Linked DNA regions of Pan troglodytes: region 1 is linked to region 2. The links are chromatin contacts, called in public Hi-C maps. All regions are on one chromosome and are shown on one strand. The core of a region is the stretch at or near the end of the contact, and the rest is flanking DNA. Distances in the headings are between cores, read along the strand shown.

What was found. Hi-C and Micro-C count contacts between places; a contact is called where the count stands out from the background.
Region 1: a contact with region 2 is called in a Hi-C map of blood, with 4 times the contacts expected there. The contact joins the promoter of EIF2D here to the enhancer-like site in region 2. A contact is called at or near these places in 2 of 7 Hi-C or Micro-C datasets (blood and stem cell-derived neural progenitor cells) and 1 of 1 other capture datasets (stem cell-derived neural stem cells).

What each region holds. Positions count from the first base shown.
Region 1 is chr1:42,473,486-42,478,937 of NHGRI_mPanTro3-v2.0_pri, forward strand. It overlaps EIF2D (eukaryotic translation initiation factor 2D), which reads left to right and starts at 1,259. Exons shown (of 15, transcript NM_001202487.1): 1 at 1,259-1,521; 2 at 2,432-2,622; 3 at 4,331-4,414. The coding sequence starts at 1,466.
Region 2 is chr1:42,420,638-42,426,346 of NHGRI_mPanTro3-v2.0_pri, forward strand. No RefSeq gene overlaps it. Among named protein-coding and RNA genes, the nearest start is that of MAPKAPK2, 21 kb to the left of the region's middle. Within about 2 kb of position 2,489, at least 7 of the 24 cell types and tissues checked have an H3K27ac peak or open chromatin away from gene starts, as enhancers often do. A contact at or near this core is called in stem cell-derived neural stem cells, where this site is marked.

The sequences.
Region 1 (5,452 bases), core at 9-2,508, 52 kb after region 2:
TCATAGAATGTCTTTAAGAAAAACATTCAGGCCTGACTTGGTGGTTCACACCTGTCCTGTAATTCCACCACTTTGGGAGGCCGAGGCGGACAGATCTCTTGACCTCAGGAGTTTGAGACCAGCCGGGGCAACAAGGTGAGATCCTGTCTCTACAAAAAATACAAAAATTAGCCTGGTGCGGTGGTGCCCGCCTGTAGTCCCAGCTACTCGGGAGGCTGAAGCAGACAGATCGCTTGAGCCCGGGAGGTCGAGGCTGCATTGAGCTGAGATTGCGCCACTGCACTCCAGCCTGGGTGACAGAGCAAGACCCTGTCTCCAAGTAAACAAAATAAAATAAAATAAAGAAAAATATTCAAAAAGCCCTCGAGGTTTTTTTGTTTGTTTTATTTTTTGATACGGAGTCTTACTCTGTTGTCCAAGCTGGGGTGCAGTGGCACGATCTCGGCTCACGGCAACCTCTGCCTCCTGGGCTCAAGCGATCCTACCGCCTCAGCCTCCCCAGGCATGCGCCACCACACCCGGCTGAATTTTTCTTTTTTCTTTTCTTTTTTTTTTTTTTTTGAGACGGACTTTCACTCTTGTTGCCCAGGCTGGAGTGCAATTGTGCAATCTCGGCTCACCACAACCTCTGCCTCCCGGGTTCAAGCAATTCTCCTGCCTCAGCCTCCCGAGTAGCTGAGATTACAGGCATGCTCCACCATGCCCGGCTAATTTTGTATTTTTAGTAGAGACAGGGTTTCTCCATGTTGGTCAGGCTGGTCTCGAACTCCCGACCTCAGGTGATCCGCCCACCTCGGCCTCCCAATTCTTTTTCCTTTTTTTTTTTTTTTTTTTTTTTTTTTTTTTTTTTTTGGTATTTTTTACGGAGATGGGGTTTCGCCATGTTGTCCAGGCTGGTCTCGAACTTCTGGGCTTAAGCGGTCCGCCCGCCTCGGCCTCCCAAAGTCTGGGATAACAGGCTTGGCCCACCGCGCCCGGCCGAAGCCTGAACTCATGTTTATATCAGTTCAATTATTTTTGCGGAATTGAACCGAACCGAATGGAATGGGAGCTTGCAGAGAGCTTCTACTCAAAGCAGTTCCTAAGGCTGATGGGGTGGAAGGAAATAAACAGAACAGCTGTTGGAGTGTCCAAGTCGCCACGGAGGGGCAACCCGAGCTGCTCGCGCAGGCGCAGAGCCAGGCCCGCGAGGGGATGTGACGGTGGGCGGGGGAGGGGCGTTCCCTGGGCCCTGCCCCTCCCTGCCCTGCTTTAAAAGTTCCAGGTACCGCCACTGGGGGCGGCCGCGGCCTCCCCAGCGGCAACGGACACGGAGCTGCGCGGCCCTGGTTTCCAGCCGGGCCCTTTTCGCGGCCGGGCCCCAGCATGGCTGCCCCCACGGCTGAGGGCCTGGCAGCTGCTGCGCCCTCGCTTTCTTGACATTCCCTGGCTTCTGTGCTCTCTTCCCCAGGCCACCCCAGCAGACATGTTTGCCAAGGCCTTTCGGGTCAAGTCCAACACGGCCATCAAGGGGTCGGACAGGTGAGGGAGGAAAGGGGCCTGCTCTGCCACGGAACAACCAGACACCTCTTGGGCCCCGCTGGCCCATAGCCCTCGCTATTCTTGGCCGACATCCTCGGGTGGAGGCCGAGGGGTATGCCAGGGAAGGGACCCCAGGAGGCAAGGGTGGGTTAGACACATTTTGAGGTGAGGATGGAGGGGGACCTGGCTCTCTTTTGGATAGTCTAGTGAGTTTAAAAGAAAACGTAGTTAAGTCAGCGTTTACTGACTGCAGACTATTTAAGGTGTTGTGGAGAATGCAGAAGTGAAGGAATACAGAATTCTTGCCCTCCAAAGAGCTTAATGCCCCTTGGGAGAGATCGGATGGGATACCAAGAATTAAAAGTATAAGAGAAAAAAATGACTAGTGATTAATTCTGGCAGGAGAGACAGCTGGAAACAGGTGGGAGGGAATAAGGCACATGTGGTAAGAAGAACTGTATCTGTTCAGACAGGGTCACAAATGGAGATTGTGTTTGGAATTTTGTAACCAGTGCTTTATAGTTGTCTATAGGTCTCATGGCATAGTTATTTAATCATAAACTGGCATATTTGCGAAGCATGTATGAGAAAGGAGTGGGCCCAAGGGCTAGGCATGAGGTCAGGAAGGCAGGGCTGTTTCCTGTGTCAGGCTAACTTGGATTGTTCACTGGGCCTGTTTTCCCACCCATAAAATGGGAAGGCATACCCCAGGAATGAGTGAAAATAGATGACAATGGATGAAAAAGAGTTTAGGATGTTTCAGAAGAGTGTGTGTGAGACTAGGACATCATAAACCAGGCAATCTTTCTTTGGCCCTTGTGATTTTATAGTGAGCACTTTTGAGTTCGTTCTTGATATTTATTAAAAGTCTGTCCAGGCAGCATTCACAGTGCTGGTGTGCTTTCCACAGGAGAAAGCTTCGAGCTGATGTGACAACTACTTTCCCCACCCTTGGAACTGATCAAGTCTCTGAGTTAGTACCTGGAAAGGAGGAGCTCAACATTGTGAAGTTGTATGCTCACAAAGGGGATGCAGTGACTGTGTACGTGAGTGGTGGTAACCCCATCCTCTTTGAACTGGAGAAAAATCTGTATCCAACAGGTATGACAACAGGACGAAGATGGCCATTACCATTAGGTAGTTCTTGCCTAACATCTGCTTCTCTCTGTTTCTTCCATTGTCTCCCATAAAATAAGCAAGCACGAAATCTCCCAATACCATCCCCAAGGATCTTTATGGACCTGGTGTTCCTAGAATTGGGTCTTTCAATTCTAGGATGCAAAAGGTTTTCTCTTATGCAAAACCACTATAGGAGGGATTAAAAAAAGGGCTGACATAGTAAGTAAGGGTGGTTGCAAAGGGAAGTTCTGAGATGAAGGAACAGCGGCTGAGAAGTTTACAGTGGGTTGACTAGGAATAGAGCAGAGGTCTTGAAAAGGATGGAATTTCAGGGCATGTCTCCATGAGACGCCCAGGCTGGAGTGCAGTGGCGCAATCTCAGCTCACTGCAAGCTCCGCCTCCTGGGTTCACACCATTCTCTTGCCTCAGCCTCCCGAGTAGCTGGAACTACGGGCACCCGCCACCACACCTTGCTAATTTTTTGCATTTTTTAGTAGAGACGGGATTTCACCATGTTAGCCAGGATGATCTTGATCTCCTGACCTCGTGATCCGCCCGCCTCGGCCTCCCAAAGTGCTGGAATTACAGATGTGAGCCACCGCGCCTGGCCAAAAATATATATATATTTTAGAGACAAGGTCTTACTCTGTCACCCAGGCTGAAGTGCAGTGGTGTGATCGTAGCTAACTGTAATCTCAACCTCCTGTGCTTAAGGGATCCTCCCGCCTCAGCCTCCTGTGTAGCTGGGACTACAGGCATATGCCACCATGTCTGGCTACGTTTAAAATTTTTGGTAGAGACAAGGTCTCACTATGTTGCTCGGGCTGGTCTTGAACTCTTGAGCTCAAGTGATTTTGCTGCCTCAGTCTCCCGAAGTGTTGGGATTACAGGCATGAGCAGGGTGCCCAGCCTAAAAAATGTTTCTTAAAACTATCTGTAGCAGGATTTTCCTAAAATACTGAAAAGATATACTGTGATAGGAATAAAGCTGGATTGATAAGCTACATATCCAGCTGTTTTCATGGTGTACTTTAACCATAGGTCTCACAGGGATTTTTTAGGCTGTGAGTGGCTCTCTAGGATTCTTTGCCTTCTCTGTCACAAATCTCAGGGACTCAGTCTCCTTTTCTCTTTTCCATAGCTGCTGATACCTACTTTGTAACTTGGGGCTTTTCATCCTCCAGGGTTGTCTGCAATAGTGCAATGCAATATCCTTAGGCCACTCCTGCCCCTGATCTCACTTCCTTGCTGTACCTGAAGACAACCACAATGCTTTTTGACCTAGGGGTTTTTGCTGCTAATCACTATGGAAACAGAGGGGATAAAAATGATAAACATGGGAAAGTTTCCAAATTTTATACAGCTGGCTTCCTGTTCTTAGGCTACTTGCTTCTGAAGCCGTAAATAAAAGCTTCATTGGTTCTCTGCCCTTACTTTTTTGTCCACTGTGACCATTTTCTGCTGCTGCAATCCGGATGCCTCCAAATCTCAAGTGACACTCAGTTTCTTAGGTTTTTTCCTTCCTCAAAAATGAAACCTCTCTGGGCATCCCCTTACAACCTTCTCTTTAGCTTTGAGTTGAGTTTCTTTCCTGTATTCTAATTAAAGTGACCATAGTGTTAGGTTTTTCCATTTCTCTAGAAGATTGGCTTTTTGGTAGTAGTGTTTTCTGGATCTCTTTTTGTACAGTGTACACGCTGTGGTCCTATCCTGATCTTCTGCCAACCTTTACAACATGGCCTCTGGTGCTCGAGAAACTGGTAGGGGGAGCAGGTAAGAGGATTCTCCTATATTCTGGCTATTGGCTGAAACCTACTTAGCAAAAGCCAACTGATGTAATAAACTTACCCATTTCCTGTGTTTTTGTGGTTGAAAAATGGAATTTTTCCCCTATGTGTTTTATGTTTCTCACTTGGCTGGTTCCACACAAGATCTCTGGGCCCCTCTGGCCCTGTTGTAAGGCTTAAATAAGTGTTGTGAAAGTATTTTGTGAACCACCATGTGCTATACTGTAAATCAATAAGCTGAATTTAGGAAACTAGGACAAGACAGATCATGTTATAGGCTACTCAAACTTTTTCTTTTTTTATTTTTTGAGATGGAGTCTCACTCTGTTGCTCAGGCTGGAGTGCAGTGGCATGATCTCGGCTCACTACAACCTCTGCCTCCCAGGTTCAAGTGATTCTCCTGCCTCAGCCTCCTGAGTAACTGGAATTACAGGTGTGCACCACCACGCCTGGCTAATTTTTGTATTTTTAGTAGAGACAGGGTTTCACCATGTTGGCCAGGCTGGTCTCGAACTTCTGACCTCAAGTGAACTGCCCGCCTTGGCCTCCCAGAGTGCTGGGATTACAGGCGTGAGCCACCGCACCTGGCTAAGAGTACCTCTTTTATGCCAGAAGAATGTTAGGAGCTGAGTCTGGAGTGGAAGTCAAGGTTCCCACTTCTGGCTTAGAAACCACCATTTGAATAAAAATAAATATCCTGCTATTGGATGGGTGAAGGGGTCATCAAAAGCGTAAGCCACAGGCATAAGGCACTGCGCCCGGCCAGGACACTCAAACTCTGTTTGACCTTTAGCCCCCTAAGGGGAGAAGGTCTGATACTGAAGTTGCCATTTTTCATTTTTATTATGAATAACATAGTTGATAACTAATAACTATTTTTTTGTTGGAAGTTGCCATTTTTCATTTTTATTATGAAAAACATAGTTGATACCTAGTAACTATTTTTTTGTTGAGTGAGTGAGGAAATGATGAAGTAAAACGCAGAGTGAGATGGAGGCCGAATGCAGGTTGTGATGTTTTTTTG
Region 2 (5,709 bases), core at 1,239-3,738:
AAAAAAAATGAGCTGGGTGTAATGGCGCACACCTGTAATCCCAGCTACTTGGGAGGCTGAGGTGAGAGAATCGCTTGAACTCAGGAGGCGGAGGTTGCAGTGAGCCAAGATGGCACCACTGTACTCCAGCCTGGGTGACAGAGTGAGACTCCATGTCAAAAAAAAAAAAAAAGAGAGAGAGAGAGAGAGAGAAAAGAGAAAAGAAAACACAAATCCATCCAATAAAATAGAAATTGAGGAGGCTCAATTTCAAAATACAAAGAAAGTATCATTTCCCTTTCACATTTTAACAGCATTAGAATCCTAACTTGAAAGGGCTAAGGTTAGAGTTCAGAAAATAGGGAGGATTCTCACTCTTAGGAACTGACAATAAGTGAGGCAATAGGAAAAGGAACTGGCATTGAGAAGAGAAAGTCATTTCTGGAGATGCGTCTGTGAGATTTTCTAGTAGATGGAAGGGAGACAGAACTAACATCATGGAGCTTCTACTACTCTAAGGTAAAGTACCTCATGTACAGTGCCTCATTCAAACTGCACACCATAAGGTAAGAATTGTTATTCCTATTTTGTGGCTCAACAACAACAAATGAGCCACATAGTTAGTAAGGAATAGGGCCAGCATGTGAACCCAGATCTTTCTGACCCCAAAGTGCATGTCCTTGTCAATTCATTGTGACTATGAGCAGCCATAAAGTTTCTTTTTCCAGGGATGGCAAATCTATCTGTCCAGATTCATTTATCAAACAAATCTTTATTAAGTGCCCATTATACATCAGGCCCAGAGCTAAGCTATGGGTCAGCTCTGGTTCTGATTTGGGGAGAGACATTCAGGACCCCTGGAGGCACCCCTCTTGCCAAAGAATTCAGCAACTATAGGAAACCGAGGAAGCCCCAGCCCCCTTCTCTGCTGTATTATCTGATTAATTCTCCTGGAGAAGGAGCCAGAACACAGTAGCCACTACTCTTGTGCCCAGTCTAGGGAGACCAGAAGGAGAGAATGCGTGCAGTTGAAAAGATAATTAGCAGTGGCTTAAGTCATAAAGAAGCTAATAGTTTCTTTATGGTTCTTTAATAGTGGCAGCCCAGTACAGCTTCTGTTGGAGATGATGAAAAAGTTCTAGAGACAGATGATGGTGATAGTTGCACAACATTGTTAATGTACTTAATGCCAATGAATTGTACATGTAAAAATCATTAAAATAGTAACTTTCGTGTTGTATTTTGCCACAATAAAAAAATTGAGGTACACCTAGCAAAACTCTTGAAAATAACTTTTAAACACACAGTGCAACATTGCTCCCAAAGAATTGACCTTTCAGACCATTCAGACAACTCACTTCATTTTTGTTTTTAAGCCAGCAGTACAAAAAGAAAAGAAAAGAAGCTATAGCAAAAGCTCCACTAACTGACCTGTGGAAAGAGAGTCACAAGCATGGGCGAAGTATCTCCCTTAGGGAGAACAAGAATTTGTTGTCTGTCTTGTGTCTCACCAACAAAATCCAGCATCTGATAGACAAAGAGTCACAGTGCATAAAAGAAATATCCGGTAAGATACCTAAAAATAAATGTCAATAATAAGACTGTTAAGTGGCAACAACAACAAATAGGCCCACGACTCCTCCCTATGTCTTTCCAGCCTGAGTGCCGTAATCACTATGTCATCCCGTCCTCCTCTGGCCATCAGCCTAGGCAGCTGGAAAGGTGACTTCCTGACCAGAATGAAAGAACCTAGCAGCCACGAGGAGCTGAGCCTTGTGGGGTATCTCATGACCAGGCATGGGTGACAGTGATGCTGGCTTCTGACAGGGAAGATCACCCTAGCCAGCAATGGAACTAACTGGGTCGTGGGACCAGGAAGCATCCCTCTTTCCTGGTCTGTGATTAGTGGTTCACATTGGATCTCACAGCCTCCTTGGGAGGCAGACAGTGCCTCTAGCATCATCTCCAAATTACAGATATGGGAACAGCTAGGCTTAAATAAAGAAATTCAAACTCAGATTCAGGGCACAGTGCCAATGCTTCCTCCACTGTGCCATGTTGATCCATAAAGTTGAAAGCCTCTGGCTAGGGACCATAACTGCAAACAGGAGAAAAAGAAGGAAGCTAGAAAGAAAAGGAATCACCCTGGACTCACACCGCAGGCTCCCAGTCACCTTTCGGAGACTTGGGGGAGAAATTGCAAGACCAAGTGAGGGCCAAGTAAGCTGCCCCTGTGTAATCTTATCCCGATATTCACCACCAGGTGGGGTAGTTGCTCCACATCGGTGGTCTTTCTGCGGCGCTAAGGAGGTATTTGCTAAGGGTGAGAGACCCTCAGGGCTCTAAGGGGTCTTTTTCTCTCTCCCTTGCCCGAGTGCTGCCTGCATTTGCTTAGCACGCGTCACCCTGTTTTAGATAAGGAAGGCATTGCAGAGATCATCTGGTCCCAGGCAGCTGGCAGTTCCCCCTACTCTTAAGAGCTCCAAAAATAGACTCCAGCACCTCAGTTGGCTGCTATCACAAGGCTGCCGGTGTGGTCTGTTGGCTGCCCACAGCCCTGAAACAGGAGCCGGACTAGGGCGGGTGAGCCCCAGGCGACCCTGCATTCGCCCTTGCGGAGGAAGCAGCGGTTCCTCCTGCCCTAGAGACCCTGCACAGCTGCCCCAGCACCTGCTCCCACGGCACCTGCTCCCACCCTTCTGGCCTCCTCACTGGCCATGCCGGCTCCCCTCCGTGCCCAGTGCCTGAAACCCTTGGCTTGCAAGCCCAAAGGCTGCAGCCCCTTCGTCTGCCTCTTGAGCTCCTTATTCTAAGAAGCAGCCTTGGTAGAGGTGAGCCTGGGCTCACAGAACCCCATTTAGCATCTACTCCCGCCTTCTCTTGTCCCCATGCATCTGCTCGTACTTCATTCCACCTGGCATCCTTGGAGGAATGGCTAATTAAATGGAAAAGAGCTGGCCTATTTTTTGGTGTTTTTCAGCTTAGACCTGGGGGAATTGTCACAAAATGTGGAACGAGCCCTGGGGAAACTGACAAGCTCTGGGGTTGGCTGGTTCCTCTAGGATTGGCAGGTCCTGAGTCCCACAGACTGGCTGTTCCACTTAAGGTTTCATCTCATTCTCTCGGTCGTCAAATTTGGGAATGGGGTAAAAACTGGAGGAAGGGGAAATGTCCTCCTGGGTGTTCAACCCACATTGTCCTAGAAGAGGAAATAAGCTCATTTATTTGGCCTCGTTCTTTAGTTGCAAAATCAGGATGGTAACAGATTTCAAATAACAACTGTTCTCTGGAGAAAGATGGGGATGGGGAGGTGAGGAGGTGGGATGTGGGGTGGGGCCCCGAGAGGAGCAGAGGAACAGATCCCTGTCTCAGGTCCTATTGCTTGCATTTGAACAGTGCCATCTCCTCCTAGAAAATTGCCTTTCCAAAAAGAAGCTCATTGTGTCCCTCCCTTGCGTTAGAACATCTTTGGTTCCTTATTTGTCTGCTTAACTGGTGAACTCCTTAACTGGAGCTATAATATCCCTTTAAACCATCCCACAGCTTTTCCACTAGACTCAATTACTGCCATCCTAGGCTCTGGCCACCCTTAATTTTTCACCATCCTTTCTCACCTTCTTGCTGTTTCCACACATTTCAAGTCCTCTGCCAGGAATTCCCTCCTCTGCCTAGCAAGTCCTACTCATTAATGGAGTTGCAGTGCAAATATTACCTCTCTGAAGCCTTTTTTTAACACCTCTAGGAATGAGTCACTCTCTCCACTGCATTTTCCCAGAACGTTACTCGTACCTCCATTACACCTCCTACCAAACACACTTTAATCATTTCTACATATCTCTGTTCTGTTAGAATGTGAGTTCATTGAGAAGAAGAGGTGCTCTGAAGAGGTGTAGCCCAAGTTCCCAGTGCCTTCTACTTATGAGGCCGGTGAATTTTTATTGATGGATTGCTTGATTAATTAGGACATCACTCTTGGAGTTGGAAGAAAGCTGTCATTCAGAGAACCCAGCAGGAATGACATTTAGGTAAACTGATCCTTCCCAGGTGAGGTGGACATAATATGTGGAGTCACATGGCTACAGTCACATGGGGATCTTTAACCATGCCTATTATGTAAAATCTCAGGGATGGAAGATCTGAAACTTGACCTTGGGTTGGATCACGTTGCTGAATGACATTCTGCTACAGTGAAGGAAAGTACTCCCAGCGCTCTGCTCACCTGTCCTCCAATCCCCTCCTCCACCCCATCTCACATTCCCACTTCTTCCATGAAGCCTTCCCTGAACACTTCTGCTTCTGTCTCCCAGCTGGACTACCAGGTTGCTGAAAATCCATTTCTGCGTTTTATCCTTGGTACACAGCAAAATGGCTGTGCATGGTTTGTGCTCAAAAAAATGTTTACTGCCGGGTGGGTGCAGTGGCTCACTAATCCCTGCACTTTGGGAGGCCAAGTTGGGAGGATTGCTTGAGGCTAGAAGTTCAAAATCAGCATGAGCAACATAGCAAGACCCCATATCTACCAAAACAAACAAAAAAATTAGCTGGGCATGGTGGTGCATGCCTGTAGTCTAAAGTAGCTGGGACTACAGGTGCACACCACCATGCCCAGCTAATTTTTGTATTTTTAGTAGAGACGGGGTTTCACCATGTTGGCCAGAATGGTCTCGATCTCTTGACCTTGTGATCCACCCGCCTCGGCCTCCCAAAGTGCTGGGATTACAGGCATGAGCCACTGCGCCTGGCCGTAAAGAAAAAAAAACATAAAGTTTCTTGATGCTGATGAAATTGCCTGCTTAGGAGCATAGAGATTTGCTATATATACTCTTCGCCCCTCTGGATCCACTCTCCACCCTTCTACACTGTGCTCTGTGTGCCACGAGGATGGCTTTTTTTTTTTTTTTTTTTTTTTTTTAGTGATGGGGGTCTCACTATGTTGCCCAGGCTGGTCTTGAACTCATGGGCTCAAGTGATCCTCCCGCCTTGGCCTCCCAAAGTGCTGGGACCGCAGGTGTGAGCCACTGCACCTGGCCAAGGATGGCATTTTTTGACTATGCCAACCAGACGTGGCTTCCTATTAAGTTTGGCCAATGGGAGGCACAGGAGTAAGATAAGCTGGCACTAGGATGAGGCCAGCACATTTATTCCCGTGATTTCTCCCCACTCTCCAGAGGTTGCAGTGCCTGCCATCCTCTACCAAAAGCCACAGCTTCTGTCAGGCAGGCAGCTCTCTCCTACAGCCTCATCCACGGCTATTGCTCGCTAAGATTCCAGCAACCACTCCCTTCCTTCTGCCCCATGTGGCTATCCTGGGTGTACTTCACTGTCCCTTAGTAGTTTCCCGAAACCCTGCCCACATTTTATAAATGGTGTCTTCTTTCAACTACCCAGTTATCCTACCTTGAGGGGGATTAGATACAGTACCCTCAGGAATGTCTCTGACCCCCACATCTAGCTCCATGTTGTCAGGGCTCCCCAGATGCCTGCTTGACATTGGTGCATTGATCCCAACCTGGCTCAAAATCACATTTGTTGATTATATTCCAGGAAGGCAGATGCTTCTGCATATGGCCCAGTTCCACCTTGATTTCTTAAATTTCCCAACCAGAGAAAACGGGCATTTGTCCCCAGTGTTAGGATTAATCTCCATGGAGTCTGGAGTTCCAGAATAGTCCTTGAAATTACAAATTATACTGGTTTCCCTCCCTATATGTCCATTGTTTTTCTAGACCA